Regions from separate parts of the Sus scrofa genome. Here region 1 is linked to region 2. The links are chromatin contacts, called in public Hi-C maps. All regions are on one chromosome and are shown on one strand. Each heading gives the region's core, a stretch centred on a gene start, on an enhancer-like site or on the middle of the called end of the contact. The rest is flanking DNA. Distances are from core to core; before and after follow the strand shown. Region 1 holds the start of SLC25A42 (mitochondrial coenzyme A transporter SLC25A42). Region 2 overlaps SLC25A42 (mitochondrial coenzyme A transporter SLC25A42).

Region 1 (4,844 bases), core at 861-3,360, 38 kb before region 2:
GGTACTGTGGGACTTTCCAGGAGCTTGCCGCTTCCCTCACAAGACCTGACAGGTGAGCACCGAAGGTGAGGACTCCTGCAGGATAAATATCTCCCTATTTGGGTGGCAGACCACACCCATAGTTGGTCTCTCTGCTCGCATTCCATCAAGTGCTATTTAGAGAGTGGGAAACGGAGGCCCTGGAAAAGAACAGTTTATCCAGCCCACACTCAGCAAGCACTCACTGCAGATCAGCACGGTTGTGGTTTGCTTCCATTCATTTCATTAATGCTCCTATCAACCCCGGAAGCTCCTTGGAGAAACTGAAGCAGGGCGTTTGAGTCACTTGCTAAAGGTCCTATGATCAACAAGTCAAGAAGAGCAGGGATTCAAACCCAGGGCCCTTCCAGTAAGAGACACTTGTTGCACAAAACTCAGTTTTCCCACCTGCAAGGTGGGCCACCAACACCCCTCTCTGGAAGTCAGGTCATGAGATTTTGTTTGTTTCTTGGTTGGGATTTTTATTTGTTTGTTTTTGCCATCCCACAGCATATGGAGTTCCCTGGCCAGGGATCAGATCTGTGCTGAAATTGTGATATACATAAGTTGCATCTGTGGCAATGCTGGATCCTTAACCTACTGGGCCAGGGAGCAAACCTGTGTTCCAATGCTCCAAAGACACTGCCAACCCTGTTGTGCCACAGCAGGAACTCCATAAGATGATATTTGAGCCCTGCAAGGATATGATACCCAGTAGGTGTTCACCAGACTCAGCTTCCATCTCTTCTCCAGAGGGCAGGATGGAGACTAGGGCCTGGAAATTGCAGGGAAGCAAACCACAGTTGGGAGCTATTTGAGCAGAGACTCAGGTGGGAACATCATGGGAATATCAGGCATCTGATGGTAACCTCAAGCTAGTGACTTCCCCTTGTGAGCCCTCATTGTATCCTCAGATGGGCCCTTTGCAAAGTTATGGATTGAGAACTTAGCCGGGGGATTGTCCAGATCTAAACTGTGAGCACTTATTACAGTCTAGCTCAGCCTTGCTCCCTCCCAGGATTCTCTTGTTCTTAACTCGATTTCCACCAACACCCGCCCACACCTAGAAGAAATAAGAGCCAGTATCTGGGAATATTTGTAATCCTCTATGCCCCAGAGATTAAAGGGGTGCACTTTGTGAGTCAGAGAACAGGGTAGGCTTTGGGGAGGTGCCAGTGACACAGCCTGGTGCTGGACTGCAAGTGTCTCCCTAACTATCTGCAAAGAATCTCATGACCCCACACCTCACAGAAAAGCTGGGGCTCACAGGCCAGATGTGATCTGTGCAGGGTCAAATGCTTTCACCAGAAGGTCAAGGTGATGGCTGGAATGTAAGTTCTCCCAGGGGAGCAGCCCCAGAGAGGAAAGATCAGGTGTAGGAATCATTGTCCCTTGAGGAAACTGAGGTTCACAAGTGCATTGCCTAAGGTTGAATAGCCGAAATGTGGCCTCTGTACACCAGCACAAATTAAGACTTGGAGACAGAGTTTTGGGCAAAGCAGAAAGAACAGCTTTATTACTTTGCGAGGCAGAGGAGGCCACAGTAGGCTAACACCCTCAAAACTGTGTCCTGCCTTGAGAGGGGATAGCAAGGGGTTTTATAGGTTTAGCCTGAGAAAACAGGGCTGTTGGTAAGGATTTGGGTGCCTGTGTTCCTCTCCCTCCATAGATCATTTCAAAGTCATCAAGGCCAGAGTCAGGTGGTCTGGTGACAGTCTCTGGTGGTCTTTGGGGTTATTGAACCTTGACCTTCTCTCTGAAGTGAAGATTGCTCACAAAAGGAAGGGGGTGTTAAGGAAGTGTTTCAGATGAAAAGAAAACACCAGGTGCAATATAACTCTAACTAGAGTTTCTGTCGTGGCTCAGTGACTAATGAATCTGACTAGGAACTATGAGGTTGCGGGTTCAATCCCTGGCCTTGCTCAGTGGGTTAAGGATCCGTTGCTGCCGTGAGCTGTGGTGTAGGTCGAAGACATGGCTCAGATCTGGCGTTGCTGTGGCTCTGGTGTAGGCCGGCAGCTACAGCTCCAATTTGACCCCTAGCCTGGGACCCTCCATATGCCGTGGGAGCGGCCCTAGAAAAGACAAAAAAGACAAAAAAAAAAAAAAGAAGAAGAAGAAGAAAAGAAAGTAACCATTAGTAATAAGTTAGTGGGTCAAGGTAGGACATAATATAATGGAGACTGTTTTCCTAGTTTTGTTTTTCTTTTTTTTTTTTTTTTGGTCTTTTTGTCTTTTATGGCCGCACTGCAGCATATGGAGGTTCTCAGCCTAGGGTCAAATCGCAGCTGTAGCTACTGGCCTACACCACAGCCACAGCAATGCTGGATCCTTAACCCACTGAGAAAGGCCAGGGATTGAAGCTCCATCCTCATGGATACTACTCAGGTTCATTAACCACTGAGCCACAACAGCAACTCCTGTTTTAACTAGTTTTTTAGCCGTAACAATATTTCCTAATCATTAACTCTTGAGTCAGTTTTTTGAGACTGAGTTTGGGAGGCTAAAGAAAGTCTTTTACTTCAGAACATAAGGTCTCAGGGACTCGTACACCATATCTGTTGTAATGTCAGCTAGTGGCTGGACAAGTATTCAAACCTGTGTCACTCAGGTCCCCCATGGCTGTCCTTTGGCACGGCCTTACCCTACTTCCAAAAACCAGGCAACTTTGGGCCTGCTGAAGTGCTGTGTGAGCATGGGCAAGGATTTGACCTCTCTGTGTTCTGGTTTCTGTAAAATGGAGCCAGTAGTCGCTTTGACCTCATGGGATTCTGGTTAGGATTCAGTTAATTCACCAAAGATTTAGCAGGGAAGTGGCCTGACAGGGATGTCATTCAGTCCTGTGAGGAGCAAGTTTGTACTCGGAGAAGTCAAACATTTCCAGAAGATCACAAAGCACGTAAGATTCCACCTATTTCCACATTTTGCCATTACCCGGAGCTGTGGAGGACAGCTGAGTGACTTCCAGCGAGACTCTCTGCCCCCTCCGTATCCTTTGCAGGGGAATAGTGGGTATTTCCTATTAGTGGCCAAGTTCGCCGCTCAAGTTGGAGGTCCTGCTTCTGCACTGGGTGGCCAGAGAGCCTGACTTTGCCACAGCCTGAGGGGACCCTACGCCAGACTCCCAAGGCCACCTCGGGCCACAGTGCTCAGGGCCAAACTCTACACCTCCTTTGCTCCAAAGTCTGGTCCAGGGCGCACCGCCCACGGCCCTCGCGACTGGCCGCCGGCCCTGCCTGTCTTTGGCTTCGCAGCCAATCTCCGTCGCCCTCCGGGCTACGCCCTCCGTTCCTCGCTGCCAGTCGCGCCAGCTTCTTTGGAGCCCCGCCCTTTCTCCCAAGCGATTGGTCCTTGGGGCTGCCCATCTTCTCCGAGGGCTCCAATCTTCGCCTGCCTACAGGCCCTCGCCTCCCAGCTCCTCACACCCAGCAGGGCACCCCCGGGACCCGCAGCCTCTCCCAACAGCCCCGCCTCTATCCCCCAGTTATTGGCTGCAAGGGCTGCCCGTCCGCTTCATGCTCACCAATATCCGCCGTCTTCAGAGATGGTTGGCCAGCAGGCAGCCAATCGGAGTACAGCGTGGATCCCTCCCGCGGCGCGCGCCGAGAGTGCGCGAGGCGGGGCTGTGGCGGTGGAGGTGGCGGCGGCAGCGGCGGCGGCGACGCTTCCCAGCCGGTGAGGGGGCACGGGGGGCGTGGGGTGGCGCAGGCGTAGGGGGGCCCGCGCCCTTCGGGCCGACCTAGGGCGATGCACAGTTCTGTCATGGGCCTGGAACGAGGGCAGACGAGGCGGGGCGTGACAGCAGCATCACCGGGACTGGAAGAGGTTAAAGCCCACCCTCCCGACCTCCACGTCCCGCGTCTGGTATCCCCTGAGGGCCCCCAGCCGGATGTGAGACTCACTGTCAGCCCCCACACACCTGACATCACATCCATTCTCGTTGACATCTCCCCTTACATACCTAAGACTGTCCGCCTTGCTGACATCCCCCACCCCCTTGGGGCCATGCCCCCAGGCTCCCCGCACAGTTGAGCCTGCACCCCCTCACGCATCTGAGTCTATGCTCCCACTCATATTCCCCCTTACACACCCGACACTCGCCCCTGCTCACGAATGCCTCCCATGTCGTCTCAGTCCGTCCCTGATGACACCCCCACACCACTGGGTAGTCTCCACCCTCCTTTCCGTCCCCCTCGATACCACACCTGGGCTTGTACCTCCACACCCATACCTGAGCCTGTCACCCCAAACTTACCGTCCCCCATTCACATCTAGACCCGTTCCTATCTCCTCACCAGCTTTCTCATACCCAGGACTATGACCCTCTCACTGCTCCCTCCCTTAAGTAATCTGGGTCATTGCCCTCAGGTACTCCCCCAACACATGCACACACTTGCCCTCTGCCCCTTGCAGCCCTCTCATCACTCGCACATCCCTAGTCTGTGCACCCACCCTTACTTCCGTTCAGACACAGGTGTATTTGTGCCCCCTCCCTAGTCCTTCCCAATTTCCCCAGGTTTTCCAACATTCACCCAAGCTTTGCTATCTCAGGATCACTGCACCCTCCACACACACAATCCCCAAGAAAAGCCTACCCAGATATTTTTTCATTTATGGCGGTCTATAAAGTGATTTCCGGGCTTAGAATAATCCCTTCAGCCAGACAAACCGGAATTATCTCCTTTTTACCAGCAACAAATCTAAAGCGATTTAATTGGGGAGGCATTGCCCACACCTTCCTGAGCATGGCTGCTGACCCTTCTCTGTGGGCCAACCCCATTTTTGCCCATCTGTTGTGTTCATCTTTGTGGAGTTGGCAGGGGAGG
Region 2 (5,545 bases), core at 2,608-5,107:
GACTCTGCTTTATCACTGCCCTTTTTTTTTTTTTTTAAGGGGTGCATCCACAGCATATGGAGGTTCCCAGGCTAGGGATCAAATCAGAGCTAGAGCTGCCGGGAGCCATATCAGCAACCTATACCACAGCTTAGGGCAACGCCAGATCCTTAACACACTGAGCCAGACCAGGGATTGAACCCGCCACCTTATGGTTACTAGTTGGATTCGTTTCCCTGGATTCATTTCTCCTGCACCACAACGGGAACTCCTGTCACTGCACTATTGTATGGCAGCTTTTTCTCTTCTTCCAGCATTCCTTTGTTCCCGTAAGATCATTAATTACTGGAGTTCCTGTCGTGGCACAGTGGTTAACGAATCCGACTAGGAACCATGAGGTTGCGGGTTCGATCCCTGGCCTTGCTCAGTGGGTTAAGGATCCAGCGTTGCCGTGAGCTGTGGTGTAGGTCGCAGATGTGGCTCGGATCCCGTGTTGCTGTGGCTCTGGTGTAGGCCAGGTGGCTACAGCTCCGATTCGACTCCTAGCCCGGGAACCTCCACATGCCACGGGAGCGGCCCTAGAAAAGGCAAAAAGACAAAAAAAAAAAAAAAGATCATTAATTACTGAGACCTATTCAAGGGCAAGCATTGCTGCCAGGCTTAAATCACAAAATGGCATAGGCCAAGGAGTTCCTGTTGTGGCTCAGTGGGTTAAAAACCTGACTAGTAGTTCCCGTCATGGCGCAGTGGTTAATGAATCCGACTAGGAACCGTGAGGTTTCAGGTTCGATCCTTGGCCTTGCTCAGTGGGTAAGGATCCGGCGTTGCCATGAGCTGTGGTGTAGGTTGCAGATGCAGCTCAGATCCTGTGTTGCTGTGACTCTGGCGTAGGCCAGGTGGCTACAGCTCCGATTAGACCCCTAGCCTGGGAACCTCCATACGCCACAAAAGCAGCCCTAGAAATGGCAAAAAAAAAAAAAAAAAAAAAAAAAAAAGAAGAACCTGACTAGTATCCATGAGGATTCGGGTTTGATCCCTGGCCTCGCTCAGTGGGTTAAGGATCTGGCGTTGCTGCAGGCTGCAGCATAGGTCACAGACGCAACTTGGATCCAGCATTGCTGTGGCTGGGAGCTGTAGCTCCAATTTGATCCCTAGCCTGGGAACCTCCATATACCAAGGATGTGCCCCTAAACAGACCAAAAAAAAAAAAAAAAAAAAAAAAGGCTTGGGCCAAAATGGCTTCTCTTATGTCAAGAGAGCCATTCCTGGTTCTCTTTCTTCAGGGACCCCTAACTTATTGGCTTCCAGGTTGCCAGGGAGGAATCCTCAAGTATTAGGACCCATTACTACAAGCTTGGCCATGCAGTAAGAAAGATTAATTTTCTAAAAGTATTTCTATGCACAGAATCTCTCTTAGGTCCAAGCTTGCAAAAGCCCAGAGGGCACTGGGTTCCAGATCAGACGGGGCTCTCCAGCCTCCATACCCTCCAGCCTGCCATGACCCCACCTCCTGCTGTGTAACCTTGCTGGCAGCTTAACCTCTCTGAGCCAATCTAGGCAGTTGGTATTACATTAAAAAATAGAGGAGTTCCCATCATGGCTCAGTGGAAATGAATCTGATTAGCATCCATGAGCACACAGGTTCGATCTCTGGCCTTGCTCAGTGGGTTGAGGCTCTGGCGTTGCCGTGAGCTATGCTGTAGGTCGCAGATGCAGCTTGGATCTGGTATGGCTGTGGCTGTGGTGCAGGCCAGCAGCTACAGTTCCAAATCAACCCCTAGCCTGGGAACCTCCATATGCTGTGGGTGCTGCCCTAAAAAGCCAAAAAACAAAATTAAAAATTAAAAAAAAAGGAGTTCCTGTCGTGGCCTAGTGGTTAACGAATCCGACTGGGAACCATGAGGTTGCGGGTTCAATCCCTGGCCTTGCTCAGTGGGTTAAGGATCCGGCGTTGCCTGAGCTGTGGTGTAGGTCAAAGATGTCTTGGATCTGGCATTGCTGTGGCCGTGGCCGGCAGCTACAGCTCCAATTAGACCCCTAGCCTGGGAACCTCCATATGCCGGGGGAGTGGCCTTAGAAAAAAGCAAAAAGACCCCAAAAAATAAAAAATAAAAATAAAAATAATTTAAAAATTAAAATTAAAAAAAATTTTTTAAATAGACTCAAAGGCCTGTTTATGATGATGAGCTAAAAAAAGCCAATGAGGGAGTTCCCGCCGTGGCGCAGTGGTTAACGAATCCAACTAGGAACCATGAGGTTGCAGGTTAGATCCCTGGCCTTGCTCAGTGGGTCGAGGATCTGGCATTGCCGAGACCTGTGGTATAGGTTGCAGACGTGGCTCGAATCCCACGTTGCTGTGGCTCTGGCCGTAGGCCGGTGGCTACAGCTCTGATTAGACCCTAGCCTGGGAACCTCCATATGCCTTGGTTATGTCCCTAGAAAAGACAAAAAGACCAAAAAGACTGGAAAAAAAAAGCCAATGAGAAGAGCTTTTGTAGAGGGGACTGTGTCACTGTGATGTAGGTTCCAGTGTCTTTCTCCTGCAGGGAAACTGAAGCCAGGTTAGGAAAAGGGTACCACTGGAGCAGTGCTGGCTTCTGGGGGACTTGAGGATGAGTCACAGGCCCCAGGCCCATGGTGGGGGAAGCAGGCTGCCTTCTCACCTCCTCCCTCTTGCTCCCAGGAGTCTCCCCACCGTCCTGAGCAGGCCTGGAATGGGTAATGGTGTGAAGGAAGGCGTGGTGCGTTTGCGTGAGGATGCTGAGTCTGTCCTGCACTCGCCTGTCTCTTCAAAGGCAAGTACTCCATGGGCGTTCCCACCGGCTCCCTATTCTGTGCTCACACCCCATTTACAATGAGGGGGGAGCAGTGACAGGCTGCTTTTGATTCCATTTTTATAGCCCTATTTGTGCTGTGAAACCAGCTGCCCCTCCACTTGGCGAGAAGCCAGAAACCTCGCCCACATTTGGCTGGGAGGTCAAAGGTGTCCTTGAGCCCCTTTGCTTGCTCAGATTTGCCAACACAAAAGAATTAGCCAAGGGAGTTCCATCTGTGGCTCAGCGGGTTAAGAACCCAACTAGGGGAATTCCCGTCGTGGCGCAGTGGTTAACGAATCCGACTAGGAACCATGAGGTTGCGGGTTCGATTCCTGCCCTTGCTCAGTGGGTTAACGATCCGGCGTTGCCGTGAGCTGTGGCGTAGGTCGCAGACGTGGCTCGGATCCCGAGTTGCTGTGGCTCTGGCGTAGGCTGGCGGCTACAGCTCCGATTAGACCCCTAGCCTGGGAACCTCCCATATGCCACAGGAGCGGCCCAAGAAATGGCAAAAAGACAAAAAAAAAAAAAAAAAAAAAAAAAGAACCCAGCTAGGATCCGTGAGGATGCAGGTTCGATCCCTGGCCTTGCTCAGTGGGTTACAGGATCCAGCGTCACCATGAACTGTAGTGTAGGTTGCAGACGTGGCTCGGATCTGGCATGGTTGTGGTGCAAGCCAGCAGCTGCAGCTCCGATTCAACCCCTAGCCTAGGAATTTCCATATGCTGCAAGTGCAGCCCTAAAAAAAAAAAAGCATTAGCCAAAGGTGGGGTGGACTGCAGAAGAGGGCGCCCCAGTGCTGTGTTTACTCTCAGCTCTGACGTTTATCTACTAATTATGCCCTTCAATTGAAGACAGAAGGTTTGTTTATTCCCTCATAAAGAAATCGGATCAGCCCTGTCCTTGTTCACTGTAGAAGTGGGTAGAAGTTCTCCCAGCTGAACCTAGAACACAGACAGACCCAGCCCCATCTTTATTGCCACTTTGGCTCAGGCACCCACAGGCAGTTCTCAAAGTCCACAGGCTCAAAGGCCAAATCAGCACCATCCTTTGGCCCTCCTGACCTTTCCCTGAATTCCTGGTCACCCTGTGGAGTGCCAGGCGGGCAGAAGGACTGATTCCCAAGGCCACCATCACCACACTGGGGGGAGGGGGTGAGCCCCAGAGCAAGTTGAGTGAACTTCCCAGCAGAGTATGAGGGAGACGTGGCCTTCCCCCCACTAGGCTGCTGGATGGATCCCAACAAACAGACATGCTTAGCAAAGCCCCCCCCCGCCCCCGTGCCAGCATGCGCTGGAACACACATGCTGGCTGGCACGACCCACGTCAGTCTGGACCCACTTGGCCAGCCCAGAGCAGAGAAGTCACTCTGCAAAGTCCCACTTCTTTTTTTTTGGCTCCCCACCCCGGCAGCATATGGAGGCTCCCAGGCTAGGGGTCCAGTCGGTGCTACAGCTGGAGGCCTACACCACAGCCATAGCAACACGGGATCTGAGCCGCACCTGCGACCCACACTGCAGCCCATGGCAATGCCGGATCCCCAACCCACTGAGCGAGGCCAGGGATCGAACCCACAACCTCATGGTTCACAGTCGGATTCATCTCCGCTGTGACAGGAACTCCAAAGTCTCACTTCATTGGTTAAGGAGTTGGGCATCTTCGTATGGTATTCACTGCTCGGGTGAATCACCCATTTCTTCCCTACCAGGCTGCCTGGCCCATGCCTCCTTTGCAGGATTTCTCCATGTGATGGATATGGAGACTTTGCTCAGTGGTGCCTACACCAAACTCTTTAAAGAATAAGCTGCCTGTGGTCATTTAAGAGTCCCTGGAAGCTTCGGCCAAAGGCAGCAGCCACCTCCTCCACTAAGCATGAGAAGTGGGCTCACAGCAAGTCCCTAGAGCACCACATCAAGAGTTAGGGTTCAAGGATGTGTGCGTTACCTATGCGCACAGCTAGCCTTGTGATTGTAGGAACAGCAGGTTCCACAGGAAGTAACCTGGTGAGGGACATGGAAGGGACACATCAGCTCCGCCTCTAGCGCCCAGTGACATGGGGCATCCCTTCCGCTACCGTGGCTTGAGGTGAGTGGTGACCACATTGATTCGCAGAGGGCCAGTTAGGCCTTGGAGCCGATGCCAGGAGCACCACTGAGCCTTCTGGTATCTGATGTCCACATCCCTCAAAGCCAGTGGGACCAGCCGCCCAGAACCTTGCTGTGTGACACAGGAAAGGCAGGGGTCCCCAGTGACAGGCCTCTGTGAAGCAAGAAGATAGAACCCCACAGTGAAGCCTCTGTGAAGCAAGAAGACAGAATCCCACCTGCTGTGGGAATTTGTTCTTTTAGGGAAAGGTGGGCTGGGCTGGTGGAGGGTGCTCCAGGGACATTAGGGGAGAGCAAACAGGGCCCCTGGGAGCATCCAGGACACTTGGGATAATATCTGGGACCCAGGCCAGGAGACAGTGCCTCACTGTGTCAAAGATGAGGAACAGGAGTTCCCTTCGTGGCTCAGTGGTTAACAAATCCGACTAGGAACCATGAGGTTGCAGGTTCGATTTCTGGCCTTGCTCAGTGGGTTAAGGATCTGGTGTTGACGTGAGCTGTGGTATGGGTCGCAGACTTGGCTTAGATCCTGCGTTGCTGTGGCTCTGGCGAAGGCCGGCAGCAACAGCTCCAATTAGACCCCCAGCCTGGGAACTTACATATGCCGCGAGTGCAGCCCTAGAAAAAGACAAAAAGACAAACAAACAA

Evidence for each region. A called contact is a pair of places that touch in the nucleus more often than the background predicts.
Region 1: a contact with region 2 is called in a Hi-C map of liver, with 2.2 times the contacts expected there. The contact joins the promoter of SLC25A42 here to the enhancer-like site in region 2. A contact is called at or near these places in 2 of 5 promoter capture datasets (fetal liver and liver), 14 of 47 Hi-C or Micro-C datasets (embryonic fibroblasts, epiblast stem cells, fetal heart ventricle and 7 more) and 1 of 2 datasets of contacts at active chromatin or transcription factors (skeletal muscle).

The regions. Positions count from the first base shown.
Region 1 is chr2:58,800,622-58,805,465 of Sscrofa11.1, reverse strand. SLC25A42 (mitochondrial coenzyme A transporter SLC25A42) reads left to right here and starts at 2,110. Exons shown (of 8, transcript XM_021083444.1): 1 at 2,110-3,693. The coding sequence starts at 3,563. LOC100511007 (a long non-coding RNA gene) reads right to left here and starts at 4,336. Exons shown (of 2, transcript NR_045043.1): 1 at 4,274-4,336; 2 at 2,225-3,757.
Region 2 is chr2:58,763,638-58,769,182 of Sscrofa11.1, reverse strand. SLC25A42 (mitochondrial coenzyme A transporter SLC25A42) reads left to right here. Exons shown (of 8, transcript XM_021083444.1): 2 at 2,663-2,774. Among named protein-coding and RNA genes, the nearest start is that of SLC25A42, 37 kb to the left of the region's middle. Within about 2 kb of position 3,857, at least 3 of the 83 cell types and tissues checked have an H3K27ac peak or open chromatin away from gene starts, as enhancers often do. A contact at or near this core is called in liver, where this site is marked.